Linked DNA regions of Zea mays: all the other regions are linked to region 1. A link is a contact called in public Hi-C data. All regions are on one chromosome and are shown on one strand. The core of a region is the stretch at or near the end of the contact, and the rest is flanking DNA. Distances in the headings are between cores, read along the strand shown.

Region 1 (6,564 bases), core at 1,875-4,374:
GCACATCAGATATGGCGCACCGGGCAGTCTGGTGTGCACCGGACAGCCTATGCAGAACAAGATTGCTTGTCGTATTTTGGCCAAAACTTTTAGCTCCGAACTTCGATTTCGATGATCTTGTACTTTTTGAAAATCTTATAAAATCCTGTATATACCAGAGTTGAACCCATATAATTTTGAGTAATTTGGCACACCAGACAGTCCAGTGCAAATAGCTTTTGTGTTGCTGCAGTTTTTCAGCACTTCCAACTTTATATTGTGGGCATAACTTTTAGCTCTGAGCTGCGATTTGGATGATCTTGGAATTTTTGGAAAGCTTATAAAATTCTATACACCTCAGAGTTGAAGCCATGTCAGTTTGAGTATATTTGATATCGTTAAACACTTCCAATTTAGTCAGCCCTTTCTCTCAACTTTGTCAACTTCACTTTTGTTTTGTGGCTTGGCATCCCAGTTCTACTTCTTGATGTGTTGGACCCTTAGCATGTATAAAGTGTCTTGAATATGACTTTGTAATATCTTATATGTGTCTTATATTGTCTTCTTTGAGGTGTTCCATCCTCAGAGCCTCAGTCCAATCCACTTTGCATCCTATGAACTACAAAGCACAAACACTTGGGAAACATTAGTCCACAAGGTTATGTTGATTATCAAACACCAAAATCACTTAGCCAAATGGCTTGGGTCAATTTTCCTTACAACGCCGAACCAGAGTGTTGGGGTCTCTATCGCCGAAGATTCTTGAAGTGTTACATTATGCACTAAAACATGTTTCAGGTGCTATCCAAAGAGTGAGGAAGCTAACCTTCATCCAAACTGGCAGGTAAGACGGGAGCGAAGCTAAGAAGCTTGACGAACGAAGTCAGACAAAGAGGCTTCGGCTTCATGGCATCAATGTATGAAGCATGCGAGGAAGAGAAGATTCCAAAAGCCTGACCAGCGCGACTGACATAAGAAAAGACGACTTTGCCCTCATGAGTGTCATATATCATGTAAATAGGACTCATGGGCATGCTTGTAATTTTATACGAAGTTGTACCTCACCACTATAAATAGAGGAACAATGCCATGCATCAAGGAAAGGAATAAACGGAACATGCTAGAATCGCTCTGCCTTCGAAGGTGTTTCCATTTAACTTTCGTGCTTTTGTTTGTAAAGCCAAATGTATCTTTGTAATCATTCATATAAAAGATGATAGAGTTAAATTGATTTCCTTAAATGACTTATTTTGCTACGTTAGTTTTCTGCTAGGATTTGTTGTATGATCTTTATTTATTTAATACGAGCTAAGGTTTCATTATCATCTCAATTCCTCCCTTTGATCAACTCCCTTTGACAAAGGGAATTTGTTAAAGGGAGGAAGGAAAGTATTCTCATTTGTGTTGCTTTGTTCTTGGTTTCTCTTAGGAGCCAAAAGCAAGTGACCAACATATAGTTACATATTTATTAATACAATCAACTACATCTACAGTTTACCCCATGGGGGCCTTCTCATGCACATAAAAGTCTCTATCCTTCTATGCTCTTGTTCAAACATACTTGATGCACTAAAACGATGACCTAGAAAACATAGTGTTTGATAGAATGGTGCTTAAGCCAAGCAACGTAGCCCGAGGTCTAGAGGTAGCACCCCAAGAAGAATTACTAAACTTGTGGTATGAACAAGCCTACCATGATGAGTGTTTGGTCCTAACAGGGGGACCCGAACAAGAGAGATGACAAGAGTGCAACGACACGACAAATGCGAAACAATGGTTCTCAAATATCTTATCAACCGTCCCTCATCCTGTCTCGATGGGGGTATTTATAGGGTAGCTAAGGGCCAACCTCCTAAAGTACATGCTTGCCAAAATTGGTTACCACCACATCCTTAGAATATCTTGTACAACAGCAACATTGAGGCAATACAAACCTTACATTACAGGCAACCAATTACATACCACACTAATATTCGTGTGGGTCCATTACTAACAGATGGGTCTTCCTTTAGCTGTTGGAGGCCCATGTAGTCACCATAGTCTCCCTTAGCTCTTGAGTGGGGGAAGTCTTCAAGGCCTCCGCCAGGGACTATGCATGCCACCCAAATGACGAGACCAAGGTCTTCAACACCTTCTAGGTCACTCGTGGATCAAAAGGTCTTTGGTAACGCTCCTGCGATCTTTCGATCGGGTCCTCGAGTGCTTGACGTGGATAACTAAGCCCACATGTTTAGACCTTCCCTTGCTTTGCCATCTGGACAAAGTCCTCGCTGTGGCCTTTGGAGCCTTCAATAGACAAGAAGTGGTCGTAGACTCGATCAACTACATCGACAGGTCCGACTTCCATGGAGCAAAGTCTTGGAAGTCCTCATGACCTTTGGCGTACCTACATTCCTAGGAGCGAAGTTCGATGATTGATTAGACGCAGCCAGCTAGAGAATGACATCTCCAACATTGCGCCACGACCAGAGGCGTGAGCCCTGGTACGACTCCAAGGATAGAATAAGAACATGGTAGTTGAGCTTAGCTAGTGGAATTCGAGGTTCATGTAACCTCTCTTATGTATTGCACTATAAAATAGAGGGATAGGGTAATGTTTAGCCATATTCAAGACCGGGTTCAGGGTTCACTCTTCATTTAGGGTATGCATAAAAATAAGTTAGGACTATTAGGCTAAAATTCCTACCACAAACTAAGATGTGGAGGAGAGCTAGGTCTTGGTGCTCACTGGTTGAGATTCATTATTTTTTATTCATCAATTGATAATTAGCAAGAGGAGGCTGGAAATTACTTAAAGCTCTCTAACTGTCCTCGTGTTGGTTCATGCTCGTGCCCAAGTTCCCTACTACTATCGACCAACACTATGCTCCTTCTAAGACCGTCTTCGGTGGATAATGCAAAATAGGAGACGCGGTGACACTATTTGACATGGTTTACGGAGGAAATAGACAACCTAATTGTCTCTCTTTAGTACCTTTTGTACTCTGATATTGCTATTCAACGACAATATCAGTTTTAATGTAATTTTTTTTCTATAGTTTTATAGGTATTTAATTTCATATTTATAATTATGTCGAGAGAGTTTTATTTAGATGAAATTTACTTTCTCTCTTTTTTAAAACACTGCCATGTCATCGAAAATATGTACGATGGCAAGATTAATGCAAATAAAACTTTCGTGAAATTGTCACTGACTGCCAGTAGTACAGACAGACATTAAACGCTCTCCTCTCTTCCCTCTCTCCTTGGCTCGCATTCACACTCACGCAGCAGCAGCAGCAAGCAGGCCAGCAGCAGCAGCAGCAAGCAGCAGAGCGCGCCCTGTTCTTGTGCCGAGGAATTATTTATTGCCACCGCATCGAGATTTATATAGTACGGGGAAATTGATTGCTCATTCCCCTCTGCTTCCTCCATCCACTGATCCACCCCATGCTGCGATATTTTCCTCCACTCGCCGCCGGGGCAGCATTTGCTCGCGATTTATAACCTCCCCTCGCCTTCGCCTCTCCTTTCTGCTTGTCTTTTTCCCCAGTGGGGAGGTTAGCACCCGGCACAAGCAAAGCGCCGGGTTCTTGTCGCAGTTTCTGCGCGCTCGCTCGCTTTTTGCCCGTAAGATCTGATACAAAGAGGAGAGGGAGAGCCAAGAGAGGAGAGGTTCTCGTGTGGAATTCTTCGGCGATGAGGTCCGACGCCCGTCTGGATTCGGTGGTCTTCCAGCTCACCCCCACCCGGACCAGGTGAGAGCATCCTATAGATCTGCTCATGAAGCGGCTTTAATTCGGCGGATTGATCGTTCTTTGGGTTTTGGTTTCTTGAATGGTAGAAAAGTTGGTCTTTGTGACGGTTTATGTGCCGTTCATTTTGATGCTTGGTACTTGGAAGCTTCCATTTGAAGACCACTCTGTCTACTGCACTGTCCTAAGATGGTTTTGTCCATGTCACGATCGGAATTTGGCCCAAAAAACGATTTCTTCTTTGTTGGTATTGTTTTGTTGGGATTGGTTGTCTGCCGTTAGCTGTAAAATTATAGTAGCAGATCCGGCGATTCTTGCATAGTAGTAACTACTAGACAGATTTGTTATGTTATAAATTAAATTAAAAAAAGTAAAACTATTAGACGGAGTAAACTACTGTTTTGTTCAAGGTCTCTGACGGAAGTTCTGTTTTCGCTTTTCAGGTTCGATTTGGTTCTGATAGCGAATGGCCGGAAGGAGAAGTTTGCATCTGGTTTGCTGAAACCGTTCGTCGCTCACTTGAAGGCCGCCCAGGATCAGATTGCCAAGGGAGGGTACTCGATCACACTTGAACCAAGCTCAGGGTTCGATGTGCCATGGTTTACGAGAGGCACCGTGGAGAGGTTGGCGTCTAAGATTTCTATACTACTGTAGTACAGTTGCTTCTGCCATTGCCTATTTCCCTGTTGGGTCATTTTCTCGTGACAACTCTTCGCAGATTTGTGCGTTTCGTGAGTACTCCGGAGGTCCTTGAGCGAGTCAGAACACTGGAGTCTGAGATCCTGCAGCTCGAGGATGCCATTGCTATCCAGAGCAACGATAGTCTTGGATTAAAATCTGTAAGCGCAGAAGATTTGTAGCTTATGGATATTTGTTGTGTGTTTCTGTAGAAATAATGACATATTCTTGCTTCACCATTTAAAAGGTCGAAGACCATGGAAGAAAGTTGACTGAAAGCAATGGAGGTAGTATGACACCGCACCAACCTGATTGCTTTCTGTGAGCATGTTGCATAGAATAGTGCATGCCTTTGAGGATTGTCTAAATCTCAAACATTATTTCGTTGGCCTACCAAAAAGAAAAGCAAGGTGCAATCCACTATGATTATTTTAGAATCTACTCATCATGGAGTTTGATGCAACATCACATCAAGGGCCATTATTAAGTTGGCACTTATCATTTTAATTCCCAAAATGTTAGAATCTAACCATCATGGAGTTTGATGCGACATCCACTATGATTTGTGGACAAGCTTTACTATCGTCTAATGTTATGAAGCAAGTATGTTGAATTTGCAGTGTGATCAAAATAACTTAGATATATAGCTATATTATTTTTGAAGTCCTGAATATTTAGTAATATCTTATTTCCAACTGGAGAATTCTGGATGGTATTATGTTCTGCATTCAGGGGAGGACTGGAATGGATCGAGCTGTTTCTTCCTTTTATTTGCCTTACCTGTCACAGCCTGCCATATCTTTTTATTTATTTCTGCAACATGCCTGACACTGTCCATCAACTAATAGGTGGACGTGCAAATTATGATCCTGATTCAGCCACAGCAATTGTTGTCTACAAGGTATGATCATTTAGACAAGCCAAATTTTGTTTGTGTAAGTGTATTGTGGTACAACACTGCAGTCTGATTGAGATATTTGATCAATGACAGCCTGGATCAAATCCAACGCCACAAATTCAGAATGAAACAGCAGCACATGAGGAGAATTCAAAGTACTTGCACATCTCAGTTTTTCTTGTAGAATATTATTTGTTAAGTCTTCACATTGTTTGTGGCTAATAAAGCTGCATAAACTCATACTAACCTAGGAAATCAGGTGGCATTGTAAATAAAAAGAAATAGGCACCCACTTTTGACTCCAATAGGATTTGTACCTGGATGGTGGGGGTGTCTGCCCACAGCACCCACCAACTGAACTAGGCTCGGTTCATTAATTAAGCTGTTTAAGGTCATACTCTACAAAATGAATAATGAATTAAAGACATCTAATGGAGAAATATATGCAAACATCATTATTCATTCACTGTTCTATTGTCTCGGTTTCCATTACGAGCAGCATATATACTCTGAGATCATGTATCTTTCTACAGTAGAAAACTATTAACAGAACTGCATTATAAATTGCAGAGTTCAATTGCTCAGAGTGCTTGAAACCCGCAAAACTATGTTAAGAAAAGAGCAGGCTATGGCTTTCGCTCGTGCTGTAGCTGCTGGGTTTGACATTGACAACTTGGGTTACTTGATCGCATTTGCAGAGCGCTTTGGTGCTGCACGTCTGATGTAAGTATAGCCTTACCATTACTTGCTGGTTTTATATGCTGGATTAAACTAGTTGTCTTGATATCTTCTGTGTTTAAGTTGTAACTTGACCTTAGAGCTGCTACCCATGAAGATTGTATCATCTGTCACTTTTACTCTAGCATGTCATGAAATCACAAGTGTGGAACTCCTGGATAGTCAGATGTTTTGGTTTGTTTCTATGTGAACAACTGTACTATTGCACTCTTTGCCTTGGTGGTGTTATTGAACTTTGTTGATCAAGTTATAATATTGCACAAGTTTTAGTCAGTTGTTTGTCATCAACTCATCGAACTAATAACATTTTGTCAATAGATCTTACATCTTTGGGAAAATATCCTATGCAATCACTTATCCTGGTGCAAGCATGCAATCAAGCGATTTGGTGCATCCGATCTAGATCTAATGATGACTGTTATTTTATATTTAACCCCTTCCACCTAAAACATAGTACCTATTTTACTTTTAACCCCTTCCATATGAAACCGTTGGATCTAGATTGGATGCTCTGGATAGTTTGATTGCACGCTTGCA
Region 2 (6,564 bases), core at 3,000-5,499, 480 kb after region 1:
TATAGGAAGGCAATATAGGAATCCCTCGTCCGAAAAGCCATCGCAGCATGATCGACCTGAGAACCTCCCTACACGCAACTCCCCTATTGCACTTGCCCCTTTCGGGTAAGGTAGTCCTCCACTAGCGTTCCATTCCACCCTTGTGGTAGCACGTGTTTCTCAAGTTAAACTCCATGTTCCAATTAACACAATGATCTTGTCATGAATAATAATTAAAACAACAGTATAATTGGAACATGATAATAATGTAATATTAATCCCAAACCAGATAGAGCAATATCATAACTAACCAAAAGTTTAGTGGTAAACAAGGTGTGAGATAAACAAGTCTAGGGAAACCTATTAGGTCCCATCAGATTAACATGAGCATGTCACAGTGATTAACATGAACATTATTGGGTAAAGAAAAGTGATTAAGGCACAACTTGCCTTATAATCTCGATAATCTGTTCTCCAAATGTTGACCCAAAAGTTAGGCTTATGATTCCTTGTCACCTCACCTCTACTCGTAGCAATACATACAATCAAACAAATAATGGATATGATAACATTACACTAAAGTATATGAAGAAATAACATAAGAATATTATACGCGTCGCTACGAAATCATAGGTTCAACAATAATTAAAATCGGAGTTAAAACGAAGAATTTATGGATAAAACAGTATTTTAGACGCAATAAATCTAATTGATACGATTTAATAGATATTGTATTTAAACTAAGCAAATATTAAATCAAAATATTTGAGTTGATATTAATCATTAACAATTATTTATAAAATGCGTAGGTTAGAACTATAAATTAGATTAACTAGATTATCTAGCTAATTAACACTAATTAAACAAGTAATTAATTAATTATTTAATTAAAATATGTGGCATAATTAAAACAATGTTATTACCACGTAAGCAAAATTAATATGAACCTAACGCAATTTAAATAGATTAAAACAAATTATTTGACCTAGACGATATCATATTTTTTTATAAATTAGTAGGACTACACAGAAATAGGTGACATGAAGCGATCTGATTGGTTAGATCGAGGTCACACGAAGAATTACAAAGTAAATAGACATAATATATAGAATTTAGGTGTGATCATCTTCTACCTCCCTTCCTCCTTTCCTCAGCTCTTCTTCAATGGTTTAGGGTTTAGGCCGGACTCGAGGGACCCTCTCCGCCCGACGATGCCACGACGAGCAACGACATAGGCTGACGATCATCTCTCTTTTGGCGATCAGCACGATTCCATGGCGGTGAACACAGACCGGCGAGAAATCCCGGTTGCTGGAGTCTATGTTCTCGCTCTTCTAGGCATCACGAGTACTCTACGAGCTGTAAATCTCCACATGCGCTCACCGGACTCCGGACGTCGGTGAGGCGTAGGAACCATCTCGACGCCCCAGTCTCTCTCTCCGCTCTCGACATTGGTGCCCTAGCTACGATTCTACCATGGCATTGCCCTATGGTTGGAGGTCCAAGATAATTACGGCATGCATATATATGGCCAAACTCCGTCATTGAGGCCGTGTGGAAGGTGGTTATGAAAAGATCGAACCTCCGCCGAACTTGGCGGGCCTATTCAGATCAAGGTGATCCTGAGCTTCTCGACGAGTCTGTTTTGCCCGGGCCCACCTACCAGATATGAGGAGCATGCGCGAGCTGTGGAGAGAAGAAACCGGTGTAAGATGAGGGGCTTCACGTGAGATTTTGAAACGGAATGCAGAACAGATTGGCATTTTGAGCACATCTAGCAGCAAGACATGGAGCAACGTGGATGGTGTCATCGTTACAGCATATATATAAAAAAGGGGAAAAACAAACATGGGAAAGAGATGTGGGCTTGGCTTCGGATAGTCAGATTGGATGAGCAAGAGTGGTCATGGGATGATGCATGTCGAGGTGAGGCTTTAAGCCTTTTTTTAATTTCTTGTTTCTTTTTTCTTTTTATTATTTCTCTATTTTCTGTTTTTATTTTTCAATTCCAATTTCAAATGAGTCCAAATTTCTATATTAAAAGCACATGCAAAAAGACTCCATCATGCAATTTTTTTATGTTAGTTATTTATTATCTCATTTTATTTATATAAATAGTTCAAACAACACATGTAACCTAGCATGAAAAAAATCATGTAAGATGTTTTACCATAATAATTATTCAAGAAAATAATTGAAACACATATCCAAAATTTTATATTTAACATTTATTTAACTTTTAGGAAAATAGTTTTAATTTATAATTTTATTATAAAGACTCTTTAAATTTTAAATTTTTAGAGAATTTTCCTGAATCCTAAGAATAGAATTTTGGTGTGTTATAGCAGGGGCCGGTGTGACCACCGCTCGTCGAAATGGCATTACTTGTGAGAATAGAAAAACGATTCATTTGTGTGTTAACGGATGGTAAAGGTGGATAATTTTACCCTATTCATGAGTTGAAATTATTAATTCATGAAGTACCCTTTTAGGTACTGCACACTTAAGTTAGGAGAAAGAAACTTTATGCTTTGTATAAAGCAGAGTTGTTGAAGTTGATACTGTTTGGCTAGATGTTTATAAAGCTAAGTTGATTTTTGTGAAATGAAGGAGTATCAAACATCCCTAAGAGCAACTCCAAGAGCTATCTAAAAAATCGTTCCTCAAAACACCATATTGGGGGCTGTTGAAAAATAATTCCTCCAAAAAAACTATATCCACATCAGAATGCTAATAACTAGTCCCTTAAAATTTTAAACTCTTTGCTACTAGACGTTGCCTGTCATCAGTCTTTGCGCTTGCTGCCTTCGATTCTGCTGATAGATCACTTTTGCTCTATTGAGGCCTGGCCTGGCCTCTCTTCGCTAAGTTCCTGCTTGACAAGTTGACATCAAGCTAGTTTTATTTTGCAATGGTCTGTACTGCAGAATGTTCATTTAATCAGTTATGTTTAAACACGGGAGGCCAACTAATAAATTGATTTGTTGGAGTTGATTAGTAATGCAGTGGAGGAGTTTACAGAATTCTCGCCTTCTGCAACATCTATCATGGTTCTTTGAGTATTATTCATCATATATAAGTAGAATTGAAAATAGTAAAACAAAACAATAGCCGAGACACATAAAATAGTAATCGAAGAAGTCTAAACTAGGCGACAAGTCAGGCAAATGTTCATGAAAATGAAACCGTTGTCATCCACCAACACAGGCAAGTCCTTATCATTGCCTGCTCCTGCGTTTGCCCCATCAGCAGGAACCGCCACCACGAGGGAAGAACAAGGTACTTGATGAGCAGAGTGCAGTCCTAATCACTGTCTGCTCCTACGTTTTCCGTCGCAGCTGCATTCAAGCCCTTACCGCAACCTGCATGCATGTCGTCGCCGCCGGAGAGGAGCAAGAGGGAGCTAGTATGGGTGGTAGGTGCGGGTGGCGCACGCACCCGGCGATGACGGGTCGGAGGCAGAGGCACGCAGGGAGGGGAGCACACGATGGCGTTCGGGGCGTGCTTATTGAGGTCGGGCCGTCGGGGAGGATCTCGACGAGCGGACGCGTGATCCCGAACGGCGCCGCTGAAGTTTCTCTCACCGCCGCCGACGCGGGAACCAGCAGCTGATGCGCGCGCTCGGCGATTGGGGAAGAATCCGTCACACGCAAATTTACGAGAGGCAAGCCAGTCGATGCGGGATGCGAACAATATTAGGGCAAGAACAGGGAACTGTTGGAGGGCTTAAAATGAGTTTTTTTCCCTTAAAACGTTTTTAGTGTTAGTTTACGGGTTCTCTTGGAGATGCTCTAGGGGCGGATATAACCCTGACTCCCTAAGACGCTGGTTCGCTTTTCTAAGTACCTGAGACACTTAATAGACTTTGTGATATAACCCTGAGCCTCTAAACCATAAATGCAATTACAAAATAATATGCATGGAGGGTCGAAGCCTGTCTCTTATATTTTTTTATCTAACCCCTAAAAACTCCTAAAAATCTATATAACTAAATGGTTTTTTGAAAAAATAGAAATTTCTTAGAAAAATTGAGGTTAACGAAGTAGCTTTTAACGGGATATTGCCCTTGATAACCCGCACGTCCGTTCGGCATCCAGAGTTTCCAGACTCCACTTCAACAAGAAGACAAAAAGCGCAAAAGCTCGCACTACGAAATGCCCAGACTGCCCCCGAAAACCCGCACCAAAACGTCAAAACCCCACGTCTCCATGAGTCCATCAGTCCATGACCCATTGCTTCTCCTCCCCGCTCGCTCTCCCCCGCGCTGTACTTTCTCTTCGGCGAAAACCCCACAACCACCGACCAGAGATGGCCGCGGTGAAACCCCAACCCCATTTCTCGCCGCACGCCACCTTCTCCGCGCCCGATGCCGGACCTGCCGACACCGGTTTCGCCGTCTTCCGCCTCCTCCTGCCCTCGTCCTTCTCCGACGCCGACACCATGCGCCTCTACGCCGCCGTCAACCCGTTGCGCCGCCGCACTGCCACGCTGCAGGTCCGCGTCGAGCCCCTCGACCCCGCCTCCGCGGGCGGCCGTGTCGTCGCCGCCATAGTTGGCCCCACCGTCCCCGTCCGCCGCGTCGAGGCCTCGTCCTCGTCCGCGGAGCCCCTCGCGCTCTCGCCGGCGCAGGAGGCGCTAGTCGCCGTGATTGATACCGAGGGCGCGCTCTGCTGCGCAGTCGAGAAGGAGGCTCGCGGCAAGGCCCGTCCCGGGTGCATCACGTGCCTGCTCCTGGTCGATGCTGACCGGCTCGAAGCTTCGACCGGGAGAGGCGTCATGGAGAGGATCGCCCTGGAGGCCGGCGCCGACGTGCGCGTCGCGATGTGGGAGGAGGGCGCGCAGCCGCCACGGGGGCAGCCGCTTGAGGAGGTTGTCGAGGTATACTGGCTATTTTCTCTTCTACAATTCTCTTAAGCTGTTGGTTGTACGTGCTACACTTGAATACTTGATACTTACTAATCGTTCAAAAAAAAAACTCGACCCGGGGTGCATAGATAGAAGGTCACAGCGAACGGTCCCGACCGATCCCGACCGAGAAACCCCCTAACCCTGCCATCCTGTCACTAACGGGGTGACTCACAGGCTGCCCACACAGCAAAGGCACCCAGGCCGACGTTGCCACAGCCGAGTCGCTCCCCCGAGAGCGAGCGAGAACAGCGAGGGGATTTTTATTTGTGAGAAATCAGGGGTCGAACCCCCGGGGGACCTCGCCGGCTCGCCGCCTTCACCACCCGGGATAAGCCCGGCCCTCGATACTTCCTAATTGTTATTGTGCACTGTGCATTGCAAATGCTCTTTTTTTGGGGACGTGCGGATTACGATTGCATACTGTACGTGAACTCACGCGTTTGGACTAGTGCACTGTCATGGAAAAATGATTGAACGTCTTTGTTTACATGGACATAGGAGTCCTAACTATAATTTAACAACGTAGAAAAGTGCAACTTATTTAAAGGTGCAGCTTGCTCTTTGCTGCCGTATGAGTAGGTATAGTTGTTTGTTGCTACGCACCATACCTACCTTTATGGATGATTTTCACGCAAGCTTGCACAATGTGAAGTCCAAAACACAAAGGTATTGTGCATCGAAGCTAACAATACTCTTGAGATTCTTTTGGATTTGACATGCTGTGCACTTTTTCCAGTGTAATATTATTTTGTTGAACTGGATCCATTTTGTTCTCATTGCATCATTTTAGTTATGCATTACCAGGTCGTGGGGTCGAAGCAGCCTCTCCGCTTTTGCACGGAAAGGCTTGCCTCGGTTTATTCCTTCCTCAGCCACTGGGTCTGTCCCTGCCACTGGGTCTGTCCCTTTATTGTTTCAGTGTTGCATTCATAGCATCTGGAGGTGCATCATGAGTCCATTTCTGTCTTTGTTTCCATGTTGGAAGAAAATATGAGTAACTTATAGGATACTATAGGTCTATAATATCTAGCCCAATGAATCACATATAACAAAACTTTGTTCTTGTATCACCTAATACACTGTAGCAATGAATAATCTACTTGGTTTCTGATTCATTTGCTGCAAAACGAAATTATGCAATATGCATAAAATGGCTTGCTAAATAATCAGGGACTCCCATTGAACTTTTTTGTTTGAAAGGTCTATTCTGTGGAGTTTCAATTCGATCATATGAAACTCAGAAAATGCTTAATTACCATGAAAGTTTATTGCTGTGATTTGCTACTCAACAGTTTCAGTTGATGTTTCTTATTATTTTTCAGATAACTGGAGATAGAACAGCTGTAAGGAAAGCTCTAGTTGCTTTGTCTAGCTTTCTTCAAGGTGACCTTCCAATCGGTAACTCAACAACTTATGTTAAGAAAGAAGGTTCAATACTCCCATGGGCATCTTCAGAAGTACCTGGGCCTAATATGGGGGCTTCGTGCTCAGAGGCATCCACAGAGTTTGCACAAGGCAGTGTTGCTAAGACTCATTGTCCAGAAGGTAATACAGGAGATGCTCAAAGTAAAACTCTTCAGCAAGTTTCATTCAGGCTTCTCTTGCCTACCTATCTTGCTGGAGGTTTGATTGGCAAGAAGGGCTTGATTATCAAAGGCATTGAAGTTGAAACTGGTG
Region 3 (6,564 bases), core at 2,461-4,960, 450 kb before region 1:
CGCATCCTTTACTGGCTTGCTTGCTGGGTTCTGCTGGTACGGTTGGAGCCTGAGCACGCCATGGTGCTCGAGCGGAGGCTAGCAACGAGGACCGCTTCGTCCGCTAGGGGCTGGGCGTAAGTCGGCATAGCATGCCATGCGACCTCTATTGCGCCCCATGGCACCCTACCATTGGATTCCAGTGAGGAAACCATGTTAACAACGACGTAGCCCTTGTTGTCATGGCTTCCTGGAACCCATTGGTAGGTAGGAGTCACCCCTTGGTGGGGGAGGGACAACTCCACGTACCATGGAACACAGTGGCCGACTGGAGGGGGATTCCCCTTTGGTGCTTGGCTGCTGGCCTACGGTGGCCATCTTGAATGCCACTGTGAGCGGCTGGGGTCGACGACGGCAACCTCAAGCGCGGTGGAGCTTGGCGGGGTGCTGATGGGAGCAGCCTCAAACGCCATAGGTGTGGCCTCTGTTGCCCCTTGCTTGATGGCAGCAACGCACCTGCTAAAACGCTGCTTGAGATCAATGGCGAGTCGTTTGAGGCGTCGCTTTTCTGCCTTGTGCCAAACGTCGGCGACCTCGCTCTGGCTGAGCTTGCCGGAAGGCGAGTGAGATGTCATCTCAATCGGAGGGCCATGCTCTGGTTTCCTGCCCCCTACCTGGCACGCCAAATGTCGGAGGGGAGAATCCTCCGGCCGGGTGGCAGATTGCACCTGCCCTAATCCTTGGATGAGGAGTAGGTTTACGTGATTGTCTGACCTTCTAGATGAACGCAAGAACACAAGGGTTTATAGTGGTTCAGGCCACCGGAGCGTAATACCCTACATCCACTGCGAGTTATATTGCTTGAGAACTGGGGAGATGAAGGTCTGTGTGTGAATTGACCTCCCTTCGCTACGGAGCAAGTGCTCTTCCTTTTATATTCCAAGGGATGCACGTTACAGGAAGTTCAGGCCCTGACAGGTGGGCCTAGGAGAGTTTACAGTATAAAATGGGAAACAACTAGATAGAGTTTGACAATGCTAGATCTTCTTGAGCGCATATCCCTTCTTGGGCGCTGCATGATCTTCTGGCGTGTCCTTATCCTGCTACCTTGTCCCGTTTAATCGGAACACATGCCTTGATGTAGGATGCAGCATAGCTTGATACGCTGCTCGCGTAGGGTGTAACGGGCGGTGTCGTCTAGTCTTCTCCGTCCGTCTCTTCATGCCTCGGTAACGCACGAAGCAAAGTGGAAGTCATAATGAAGGGCGCCCAAACGACGTATTGGGTCAATGCCCTTGACTCGGTAAAGTGCGGGTAAAAGTAGAATCTGCACGTTACAGGCCTGAGGCGCCGCATACTCTTAATGCTAGGGACACGCTACATGCCATTGATGTGGGCAACTATGTGTCCCTTCTGTAATCAATGCTGTCAGGCCACGTGTCAGAGGCCTTCGTTAGGCATCGTCTGGTGGCTTACGCTAGGGGCGTCTGGCTACATGTTAGCATCGGACCCCTGCCTGGGTGAGAGGCAGACCTAGAGATAAGTGACGACACTTTTTCCCAAGTCTTTCCTGACCATGGGCTCGAGGCGTACGGGAGGGGACCTGGGCTACTGCCGCCCTTGTTTGGACACGTGGTGGCTCTGGACCTCACCTGACCTGAGGTTCGGATGGTGTGTCTTACATGGCCGTAGTCGTTCCGAAGACTTGGTGCTGTAACCAGAGAGTGCCTACTCCTCCGGGACATTATGTTCCCTCTGGATCCCTTTGTCTGGGGATCCATCGGGTCACAAGGAGGTTCGGGTCCTATTTGTAGGATTCTAGACCTATAGTTGAGGTTGTTGATTCCTCCCTTTATGGGGCTTGATGGAGACGACGATCCAGAGCAGGAGGCGACCTGTGCTGGGCCGGCAGGCCTTGAATTTCTTAATGATGGCCCCCAAGGGCTGACCTTGACATAACAGGAGTGGGTACCCCGAATTTCTTAATGATGCCCCCCAAGGGCTGACCTTGACATAACAGGAGTGGGTACCCCGTATTCTGGGTACCGACACTTCCAAAGATATCTATGGGGCTGACATAATTGCACTACAATACAACTGAACCTAATCATCTGTGGACTTCGTTGACTCCGTAATGCAAAAAGGACATGTTCAATATCAATGATGAAAACAAGCATTTGTTCTTTTAGATATTGCAGTCTGTATTGCCTGGTGATTAAACTTCCAAGATGCATTTGTTGTTGCTATAGAAGTATGGAAAACACCATGCAATACACAGGAACAATTCTAGACACTGAAAAATTGGTAGCTGAATCGAGTGAGACCTCATGGTTGACAATTCTAGATGCATAAAACGTTAGCTGAATCGAGTGCGCATTTAGAGCTCATGGTTGACAATTCTGGCCACTTATAAGACGATGGCTGAATTTGGTGTGAAGTTTGATGTCATGCTTTATTAGACTATTAGATTGATACTTCTGAATTCGATTTCTATTTTGAATTTGACCTTTGTTCCTATGTGGGCCTCACCAAACGTTATGTTTCTTGTACAGTTGTCCAATATGAAGCGCGCTGAAGAGTGAAGACAAGGGAAAACACTGAAGATGGTTGATCTATTACTCGCCACATTACCTATGTAAACAGTCTTCTGGGGGAAATGAAAATGTCAGACTTAACGTTTGTATGTCGTGTGCCTCCTTTGAACCTGAGCTGTATAATTTGTAACGCTTGAACTGGGGACTGATTTGAGAACTGAGACACTGCAGCAATATGTTGATGGGTCCTAAGTGGCGAATCTAATGCATGCGTGTTATGCCAGCGTTATTTTTGGTTACTTGTTTGCCTCCAACGGTCCAAAAATGATGGGTGTTGAGCAGAGGTATATCTATTTATACGGCTGGAGGGTTGCTTGCGTCCATAGTTACGCCGTCGTTCATCCATTCATTCAGAAGTGATGAAAACTGTGACGGACTGACGGGGTGTGATTCGGTTGTATGCTTGTATTGCTAGATTACTTTTTTTTTGCCTGTACATTGACAACACATTTGCCGTTCATAACCAGTCACGGCGAAACTTTGGGTTCGTTCGAAATCGCATTTTAATTGCCATACCTGTTGTTTTGATTTGAGAAATCATATTTTAATCGCAGGAGGCAAGCAGACCAAATCACCGCATGCAGGGCGCCCACAACAAGCTGTCGTCCACAACAAGCTGTCGCCCGTGTGTCACGGCTTTTAATTGAGCGATTCCCGCGCACCTCTCCCCTGCCATGGATGCAAGAGGATCTCAAACAGATTAGCTCATTCAATGCTAAAAAGTGCCCCCGCCCCCTGCATTTTAAATTATATTATTTGGTATACACTACATAACGAAGCATAATTATAAGACGTCTTGATTTGTATGCATTATTTTTGCATATCCAAATACATAAAATCTAGGCATACAGAAGAAAAAAAAGCAAAACGTCTTATAAATACGAAATAGATTGAGTACACAAAGAAACATAGTTGATATAACAGATTACTCATCGTGTCTCCTATTCTATCTCTAGTCTGCTATCTAAAAGTTCGAATTATATTGGTAATCTGTTAGGGAAGAAGAAGAAGGAAAAAGATATTATCAATAAATGAAGATCATCGGTAAACGAAGGCCATCAATTGTAAAAATTCTGTTGGTGAGTTGGAGATGGTTAATGCACCGGAAACTGAAAGCTTACGGCTACGTCCGACACCCCGGGCCCGTCACGCGTCAGACAAGCTGGAGTACCGCTGCCGCACAGACTGCAGCGCGTGCGCACTGGTACGCCCCCTTCTCCTCTTCTCCAGCGCACGCATATATACGGATACCGGCATGGTGACAAGCCCACAGAGTACGCAGGCAGGACGCGACGCAGCGCCGAAGCAACAAGGATGGCGCCCGAGATTCAGAGCCTGTGTCCGAGTACGACGGCCGCGCTCCTCCTGCTGGCCGCCTGCCTCGCCGCCGCGGTGGCAGCGCTCGACGCTGCGGACTACGCCAGGCCGCCGCTGCCTGCAGGCGGAGGCGGCCGGCGCGTCCTCTTCGCCAACGGGCTCGGGCTGACGCCGCAGATGGGGTGAGTGAGGAACGAAACCAGCACTCCGGATTCAGATGCATGCGCATGCGTGGCTTCCGCCGCTCCCCGGCTGTCTTGTCTGAGCCTTCCTTTCCGTGGGGTTTTCTTCTTCTCTTGTTGCGTTCTGTCGCCGCTTCGCAGGTGGAACAGCTGGAACCATTTCCAGTGCGACATCAACGAGGCGGTCGTCCGGAGCACCGGTCAGAGACCAGTACCCTCCAGCTCCTATCTGAAAAATCACCAGCGCCATTGTTGGTTTTTTTCTTTCTGATGATGATATGGCTATTGATTGATTCGCTGTCAACCTGCTTTGGGAACCCCCGCAGCTGATGCGCTCGTCGCCATCGGACTTGCAAAGGCTGGCTACACGTATGTCAACTTAGGTATCGCATCCTATCTCTATCTCTATTTCTCTATGGCTGCATCGGTTCAGTTGTCCAGTGTTACTGAAAGATGGCATCATTATTGGCTATTGCAGATGACTGCTGGGCGGATTCCGAGAGAACCAAAGAGGTAGTACGTACGAGTGCTGCTACGTGACCTTGTCGTCAGTTACTTTCAGTTAAATTCTTGCACTGCTGAAGCACGTGTTTGTTTAAGAGGAATGCTAATCGACTTGCTGACAGGGATACATGGTCGCTAACCCCAAGACATTCCCATCCGGAATCAAGGCCCTGGCAGATTACGTTCACAGCAAGGGGCTTAAGCTTGGCATCTACTCTTCCGCTGGGTACGTTCTCTCTCCCCCTCTCTTCTCCTTCAAACAAGTTCCGATTTTTTTGAAATCGCTCACAAGTGGGAATGAATTCACCCATAATACCAAAGTTTCCGCTACAAGGAATAGGATAAGTGTATCTGTTGAACTGAAACCGGACTTCTTTCCTTAAATTGCAGGACAAGAACTTGCAGCAACAGGATGCCTGGATCTCTGGGCTACGAGGAGAGGGATGCTAAGATGTTTGCGTCATGGGTACATACTAGATACTACACATGTTGAAACATCTGACAGTTCTTAGACTTTTTTCAGACATCCTCAGACTAGACCTTGTCGGTTTCAGTTCACAAGTAGAATTAGTCTACTGCTTCTTTTTATTATCAAGAACAAACAAACAATCAAACAAAAAAGAAGAAGAACTTTACCTTAGTTATTTAAAACTGTTTCTTCACTGGGCACCTGGCCTGTCTGCAGGGCGTTGACTACCTGAAGTATGACAACTGCTACAGAGACGGCACGCCTGAAACCGTGAGGTGCGGTTTCTGTTCACCTGCACATTCAGTTCGTGTAGCATTTCTTCTTGTTTCCATGTACCAGCCGTCGATTGTGATGCAGGTTTGGGCGCATGTCCCGAGCGCTGGTGAACTCTGGCCGCCCAATCTTCTACTCGCTTTGCGAATGGTACGGCATGCACGCATCCCTTCCTCCTTGTTCGTCTGACGCTGACGGTGACAAACTTGGTCAGGGGCTTCATGGAAGTTCCCAAATGGGGCGGCATGTACGGCAACAGCTGGAGGACCACCGGCGACATCAACGACACATGGTCAGGGTAAGTGATAGGTTCCCCGACTTTTTTTTTTCCCATGGCCCGCCCATATACACGTTGCTAACCGACTGGGTGTGTGTGGTTCTTGCGATAGCATGCTGGACAACATCGACCTGAACGACGCCTACGCCCGGTACGCCAAGCCCGGCGGCTGGAACGGTCAATTCCTTCGTCCACGTCTCCTCGTCATCCTCATCCTCTCTGCCGCTATAGCTTATTATGCCGCTTCCTGGACGGACCTGAACGATGGCCTGCTTTGCTTCTCTGCCGCAGCAGACCCTGACATGCTGGAGGTCGGGAACGGAGGCATGGCGTACAACGAGTACGTCGTGCACTTCAGCCTCTGGGCCATCGCCAAGGTGCGCGCGCGTGAATCATTTCCTTTCCGGGCTATGCTCACAGCTACCGATGAGAGTTATTATTGGCGCCAATCTTTTTTGACAGGCTCCCCTGGTCATCGGCTGCGACGTGACGAGAGTCTCCAATGAGACGCTCGGAATCCTCTCCAACGCGGAGGTCATCGCGATCAGCCAAGGTCACCACAACCACAATGCATCTTCGTCCTTCTCACCAGCGAAACCTTTCGCATCAGTTCTTGACTCTTGTAGTCTTCGTGTGTGTGCCAATTATATTGCTTGCTTGTGTCCGACGCAGATCGGCTGGGTGTCCAAGGACAGAAAGTGAGCAAGTACGGCAACGATCTCGAGGTACAGAGATACTATATCTTACAGCTACCAAACCGATCGCCCATCGCAAGCAGCACGCGTCTCGCTCGGGAACGAATTAATCCTGGTCGATCCCATGGCGCGTTTGGTCAATTGCAGGTATGGGCAGGGCAGCTCTCGGGGCACAGGAAGGCGGTGCTGCTGCTCAACCGGGGGGCCACGCGCTCCGCGTCCATCACCGCGGCATGGCCGGACGTGGGCATCCGCCGCGGCGTGGCCGTGGAGG
Region 4 (6,564 bases), core at 1,983-4,482, 260 kb before region 1:
ATATGGTACCCCGGAAGGTTAGGATATGCCTTTATGAAAGCGTCCACCGAAGCGGGGTCGCTCGGTGGGTCGAAGCTGAATCTAAAAGGCACAGGGTGGAAAACGGACGGTACCTCTTGATCGACGGATGGTGACGAAGTCGCGTTGGGGACGGACTGCACCGTGATCTCATGTACGAGGCTAACGCCCAACAAGTCCTTCGCGAGCGTGCTGGCGTCATCCATCCGCTTGGGGTTGGCGTGTTGCTGGGAAACGACACTCGTCTTCGTCTCAGACGCGAGGTCAACGCCCGACGTGTCCCCCGCTGGGGCGCTGGCGCCGTCGACTCGCTCGACAGCCAACGAGGTGCCGCCTCCTGCTTGGCCATGGCTGTCCCGCCTCCTTCTCCTGCGGCGGGGAAGGTGACGGGACAGGCCTGGATGCTGCTCTTCCGCCATGGGGGGAAGACGTCGTCGATTCCGCCGTCGGCGGGCGGGGTGACGGCCGCCATTGTCGTTGTCGCGCGACGAAGGAAGGAGTACCATGTCGTAGCTGCCGTCGAGGGACATGAACTCGAGACTCCCGAAACGGAGCATCGTCCCGGGCCGGAGAGCTTGCTGGAGACTACCCATCTAGAGCTTGACGGGAAGTTGTTTGTCAACACGCAGCAGGCCCCTACCTAGCGCGCCAACTGTCGACGTTTCGACCTCGGGGGGTCCCTGGACCGACGAGTAAATTGTCGCTGCGTGTCCCAGCCCAGATGGGTCGACGCGAGACGGAACACAAGGGGGAACAAAAAAGGGAACCGCGGCTCGTGTTGTCCTGCGCCCAGGGCGGATGCGCTTGCAGTAGGGGGTTACAAGCGTTCGCGAGGGAGAGAGAGAGAGAGACTGTCCGTCAGCCCGTTCTCCCGCGCGGCCACCTCTTCCGTACGAGGGTCCTGGACCTTCCTTTTATAGATGTAAGGAGAGGGCCCAGGTGTACAATGGGGGTGTAGCAATATGCTAACATGTCTAGCAGAGAGGAGCCAGAGCCCTATGTACATGCCGACGTGGCTGTCGGAGAGGTGTTAGTGCCCTGTTCATGTGATGTCGTGGCCATCGGAGGAGCGCTTGAGCCCTGTAGAAGCATAGTTGTCGGGGCTGTCGGGTCCTTGCTGACGTCTCCTTGCTTCCGTAAGGGGCTGAGAACCGCCGTCGTCATGGGAGCACGCGGGGTGCCATCATTACCTGTTTACCGGGGCGAGCCAGATGGGACGCCAGTCTTGTTCCCCGTAGCCTGAGCTAGCTAGGGGTAGGGTAATGATGGGCCCCCTGTAACGTGGTCGGTCCGAGCCCAAGGTCGGGCGAGGCGGTGACTCCTCCGAGGTCGAGGCTGAGTCCGAGCCCTGGGGTCGGGCGAGGCGGAGACCGTCTTCCGGGGTCGAGGTTGAGTCCGAGCCCTGGGGTCGGGCGAGGCGGAGACCATCTTCCGAGGTCGAGGCGGGGGCCGAGCCCTGGGGTCGGGCGAGGCGGAGCTTCCTATGGCGCCTGAGGCTAGACTCGGCTGCTGTCGGCCTCACCCTGGCGGGTGGCACATCAGTCGGAGCAGGGCAGGCGGCGCTGTTTTCCTGTCAGGTCAGTCAGTGGAGGGGCGAAGTGACTGCGGTCACTTCGGCCCTGTCGACTGAGGAACGCGCGTCAGGATAAGGTGTCAGGCGATCCTTGCATTGAATGCTCCTGCGATACGGTCGGTTGGCGAGGCGATCCGGCCAAGGTTGCTTCTCCGCGAAGCCTGCCCGAGCTGGGCCTCGGGCGAGTCGAAGGTGCGCCCGTTGCTTGAGGAGGCCCTCGGGCGAGGCGTGAATCCACCTGGGTCTACTGTTCCTGCCCGAGGCTGGGTTCGGGCGAAGCGAGATCGTGTCCCTTGAGTGGACGGAGTTTTGACCTGTATTGCGCCCATCAGGCCTTTGCAGCTTGTGCTGATGGTGGTTACCAGCCAAGTTTAGGAGTCTTGGGGGTACCCCTAATTATGGTCCCCGACACAGTTGAACAGATTTTTACGCAGTATACCGAATTGCATAATTATCTACACAGGGTAGCATATTTAGTAGCAGTATATATCATAAAATGGTTCTTACGAGTCTAGTTGCATGGCTGTTGCAGCGATCCTAAATTTATGGAGGAAATAAAGCATTTAAAATAGAAACCGCCACACATATCTTTCCTAAATTTATGCGCATGCAAGGGGACGTGTTTGACTCATGGATGCATTCCTTTTTTGCACACACAGACGTGGGCGCGGGTGGTGCAACCGGCAGCCTGGTCCAGTCAGTGCGCTGGGTTGAACCAGGTTGCAGGGATGATCGACCTGGGCTTTCTTTAACTATTGAAAGCCTAGGGCTCCCATTATACCTGCCCTATATATATTTGGGTTCGGATAAGATGAAATTTCGGTTTAAATTCGGATTTTACTATTTATAAAATTCAGAAAAGTCTAGAAATCCATATTTTGTGCTCAAAAAATTATAGATGCTTCCAAAAATCCAGAAAAAAATTTAGAAATGCTTTGGCACATAATGAACTCAAAAACATACTTAGAGTTTGTAAAAATATTTTAAGTATCTTAAATAAGTAGATTTTGGTTTTCGAAAAATAGAAAAATATTCTAAAAAATATGAAAGTCTACCGACAGTTTTTATAAAATATATTAACATGTTTCAAACACTTTTTGCACTTAGAAACACCATGCTACGGCATGAATACAACAACCAAAGCGTGTTTAGGGCTCATTCCACTAGTTTTACGTCAATATAAAATAAAAATAACTCTCCATTATTTTTTTAAAAAAAAGAAGCAAGAAAAAGAGCAGGTAACACTTGAATTTGTGAATATTAAAAAAATTATACATTCAAATTTAGGACATTACAGAGTGACCCGGGGCCTTACATCTGTCCACTAGCCTTGTTTCTCTTCCTTTCTAACTCAACAGCTTCCAACTTTCTCCATCAGGGCAGAGATTGTAGCTCTCTAGTGATTTTCGAATTGCCCATCGAGCAACCTATTAAGAAAATGCGTCTTCATGTTAGTTCTTGGCAAATTCTTTCCCTGCAGACATGATATCTGTACTAGCGTAGTTGGAAAAGTCCAGTTATTGCAGCTGCACTCGACGGCCAAATTGGACCCGGCTGACGCTGACTTCAGACCTGATGGTGGCTAAACCGACACGGAATGGGTGAGGGAGTAAAAAAACAATCGGACGCACACAGGCTTTGCCTTCCTTATAAACGACAAGACCAAACTAGCAAGAGCAGCAGCGTTCAGAGTTTGGAAAATTCAGACTTGAGCTAGAACCAGAGGAACACCAAACACGCACGCGCCCACCCCCCGAAACGGAGAGAACTGACCCCGCAGAGAAGATGGCCGGCGAGATGAGCTGGGTGGGCAAGAAGATCCACCTCTACAACGTCACCATGGGCCTCTACATGCTCGATTGGTGGGAGCGGTGCCTATTCAGTATCCTTCCGCTGCGTCTCCATCCGGCTCAGTTTCTTCGTTAATATTCCACTTGCTTGCGAATTTCTCCGACCTCGCGTTGCTCGACACCGTCATCAGCTAGGGCTAGGGCTTACGTTAGATCCGCGTTTGATTTTGGGTATCTCTATCCCGACAAGACTTAGGTTTTGGGTAGGCATTTGTTCGATTCGTTCTTGGTGGGAAGCGTTTTGTTTTACCGGCCAGGCAATCCGTCGATTTTGCGCGTTTCTTCCAATTTGCTGCGCGAGGTTTCTCATCCGGTGTTCCTTTCCATGTACCTGGATTTTACGTTCCTGTGTCATTGGGATGTTCTCCCTTTAACTAGAGTAGACATATTGGTGCTGATCCTGCTCTGGTTCGTCTGCTTCAATGGCTCCCGCTTCGCTTCCGACGTCTTCGAAAGGTATGCAAACAGGGTAGTTTACATTTGTGCTAACCTCTAGTAGATCTGTAAGTTCCTAAATCGAGAGACGGGGAACACAGACTTGGTCAAAGTTTCCTAACAAGTCAGAGAACTGCAACATGATGTCTGATATTTTTCTTCTTTCTGTTGTCTGGGCAATGGGTACCTAGCTATGAGTGCAGGGGAGTATTCTACTTCAGTTTTATCAGCAAAAGTTCAGTGCAATAAAAACAAAGAGAATAATAGAAAAATAACCACTATTTGCAAGTTAGAACTAGAAAGTTGGAATGAACAAGCTCTTGGGCTCTAACTCAGACAACCATTTCAGAACATTTGGACTGTGTTAGTGTAGTTCAGCAGTGAAGTTAGATAAATATTTTCTTAGATTGATAGCAAATATTCCAACGCACTCTTCTTCCGTGCAGGTTTTGTTGAAACAATCATCGTTGTGGTGATGATCTACGAATGTATTCTTGCTAGTCAATTAATCACTGTTTTAAGACATTAAGCGTGGGTTTGATTGTTGTTATGGTAATGTTAGCTGAACTCATTTCATAAGAAATGTTTGCTGAAAAGCATGTTACCTTGTCAAATGTAGTCTATCCTCTAGTGTTCCTTTTAAGCACTAGGTGGTGTGGGCTCATTGTTTACAACTTTGGCGTGACTTAGGATTGTCCATCTTTCGTGGTGTTTAGTTCACTACAAATACTAAATCATACTAAATCTGCTGCTGTTCTCATCCATGAGCATCTTTGTCAAAGTTTCAATCTTATGTGACATGCTAACTTTGTGCACCACAAGTAGCTGTTTTTTTTGGAACACGCATGAGAGCGAGTATCTTATATTAAAGAGAAGGCAGAAATGGTTCAGTAATGACCTTTACAATTAAGCCACTCTTACGCCACCAGTCGACAGAGGGGTTGTAAGTTGTAGCACTGAAAAACAAAGATTTCCCAAGGATTCTAGGATAATGACCCGATAAAGAAGTGGCTGCTTGGTAGTTACAAACCCACTTCTCATCTCACAGTGGATCTTTTTGAAAAAAAAACAAACTTGTGGGTCATTTGTTGCTTTTCAGTCTGCAGTCGCTTCACTTGTCCATGTTTTTTCAGTAGTCATATTAGGAACTCCTAAGCCTTTCATTATGTGGTCATGCTAATAAACTCTTTTGTTTCTAACTGCTTTCTGATGAATCTCTTTCAGCCACCTGAAGGCGCGGATTTTCCAAGGCTCAAATTACGGCCTGGCAATTGGCACGCCCTCCTCATAGGCCTTCAGCGCAACACACAGAAGCAGCGAAATCTGCTGGTTCTGGAATGTTAACTAGTTCCCACAAACTTTAGCGCTGTCGTGATGTGTATGATGTGGTTCCAATATGTAAGATTTTTTTTACAGTTATTCTCTTTATTTTCTTGTTTTGTGTTTGATTACACGATATCACACCCTGAACTCTACTGTAATTAAAAACCATTTTCTTGGTATCTCGTACTGTAAGTAGCCACAGTTTAACTGCATGGTGCCGCATTTATAGGGTGCGTTTGGAATCTCAACTAAATCAAGTGCTCGAAGAAAACACGCCAGAACCTGAAAGTGAGGCTCTCAACTTCAACCGAATTGAAGTAAGAGCCTAAAGCCAAAACACCCAAGCCAGCCGATGACTTGATGCTTCAAATCTTTATGAGTAACATAGAAATCCTAAGGATGAGACGGATTAAAGAATGGACACCTAGAACTCAAAAGGAGGTAATCTACACAACCAAACCTCGCCTAGCTAGGATGTAAACCTAACCTACCCTACTATAGAAGATCAAGAAAACCCCACAGATCAGAAAATATCTCTAAGGTTGAGGTTTTCTCAACTTTCTTCAAAATCCCAAAACTTTGTAACCCTGAGGAAACTACTAAGTTCGATTGGTAGACATGTTCCTCAGAGGTATAGCATGTATCTATCCCAATTGAATGTGTCTCAAAATCTCATAAAAACGAAATCACCCAAAACACAAGATAAGGGGGTCCGAAATGATTCAAGAACATAAAGCATGAACTTAAATACATGATGAATGATTCCTTTATTTCTTCATTAACAACATTTGGTTCTTACAGAGAAAATCTTAACACAACATAGGAATGATTCTCTATACTATGGATATCAACAACATATCAACAATAGTAAGATGGGTATTTCACTGGGAGCTCGAAATGAAAAATATTTGGGTCTTCCTGTATACATGGACAGATCAAGGTTTAGAACATTTGGGTATATTAAAGATCACATATGGAGGAAAATATAGGACTGGAAGGAAAAATGTTGTCAAAAGTAGGGAAAAGATTTTAACTAAAGCGGTAGCCCAAGCTATACCTATATATATGATGTCGTGTTTTGATCTTACAAAGACACTATGTGAAGATATCACTGCCATGATTGAGACATTTTGGTGGGCCAATCAGGACAATGAAAAGAAAACTCACTGGCCGTTGTGGGAGGTACTGACTAAGAGGAAGGAAGATGAGGGCTTGGGCTTTAGAGATATTCATTTGTTCAATCTTGCCATGTTGGCATGACAGGGGTGGAGACTTATTAAAAATTCGTATTCACTATGTGCACATGTCCTGAGAGCAAAGTATTTTCTCATGTGGTAACTTCCTTACGGAAGATTCAAGACTAGC

What was found. Hi-C and Micro-C count contacts between places; a contact is called where the count stands out from the background.
Region 2: a Hi-C map of ear shows a contact between it and region 1, with 6 times the contacts expected there. The contact joins the promoter of LOC100501627 here to the promoter of LOC103632278 in region 1. A contact is called at or near these places in 11 of 25 Hi-C or Micro-C datasets (bundle sheath, ear, leaf and 3 more) and 1 of 3 datasets of contacts at active chromatin or transcription factors (leaf).
Region 3: a Hi-C map of bundle sheath shows a contact between it and region 1, with 4 times the contacts expected there. The contact joins the promoter of LOC100191564 here to the promoter of LOC103632278 in region 1. A contact is called at or near these places in 9 of 25 Hi-C or Micro-C datasets (bundle sheath, ear, endosperm and 2 more).
Region 4: a contact with region 1 is called in a Hi-C map of leaf, with 6 times the contacts expected there. The contact joins the promoter of LOC100303897 here to the promoter of LOC103632278 in region 1. A contact is called at or near these places in 8 of 25 Hi-C or Micro-C datasets (bundle sheath, ear, endosperm and 2 more).

What each region holds. Positions count from the first base shown.
Region 1 is chr7:41,276,345-41,282,908 of Zm-B73-REFERENCE-NAM-5.0, reverse strand. LOC103632278 (COP1-interacting protein-related) reads left to right here and starts at 3,124. Exons shown (of 10, transcript XM_008654089.3): 1 at 3,124-3,716; 2 at 4,157-4,336; 3 at 4,432-4,552; 4 at 4,639-4,678; 5 at 5,240-5,292; 6 at 5,383-5,444; 7 at 5,860-6,012. The coding sequence starts at 3,658.
Region 2 is chr7:40,795,531-40,802,094 of Zm-B73-REFERENCE-NAM-5.0, reverse strand. It overlaps LOC100501627, which reads left to right and starts at 4,249. Exons shown (of 7, transcript NM_001196310.1): 1 at 4,249-4,857; 2 at 6,210-6,564. The coding sequence starts at 4,288.
Region 3 is chr7:41,731,119-41,737,682 of Zm-B73-REFERENCE-NAM-5.0, reverse strand. LOC100191564 reads left to right here and starts at 3,710. Exons shown (of 16, transcript NM_001316917.1): 1 at 3,710-3,777; 2 at 3,856-4,072; 3 at 4,214-4,272; 4 at 4,399-4,455; 5 at 4,551-4,585; 6 at 4,699-4,802; 7 at 4,967-5,042; 8 at 5,262-5,320; 9 at 5,403-5,468; 10 at 5,533-5,616; 11 at 5,708-5,772; 12 at 5,890-5,972; 13 at 6,058-6,148; 14 at 6,268-6,320; 1 more. The coding sequence starts at 3,888. It overlaps LOC100285004, which reads left to right. Exons shown (of 3, transcript NM_001291580.2): 3 at 2,532-2,812. The coding sequence ends at 2,554. LOC103632284 (a long non-coding RNA gene) reads right to left here and starts at 4,207. Exons shown (of 2, transcript XR_555798.4): 1 at 3,695-4,207; 2 at 2,593-3,242.
Region 4 is chr7:41,538,904-41,545,467 of Zm-B73-REFERENCE-NAM-5.0, reverse strand. It overlaps LOC100303897, which reads left to right and starts at 3,232. Exons shown (of 3, transcript NM_001329438.1): 1 at 3,232-3,473; 2 at 3,825-3,897; 3 at 5,101-5,378. The coding sequence starts at 3,377. The coding sequence ends at 5,167.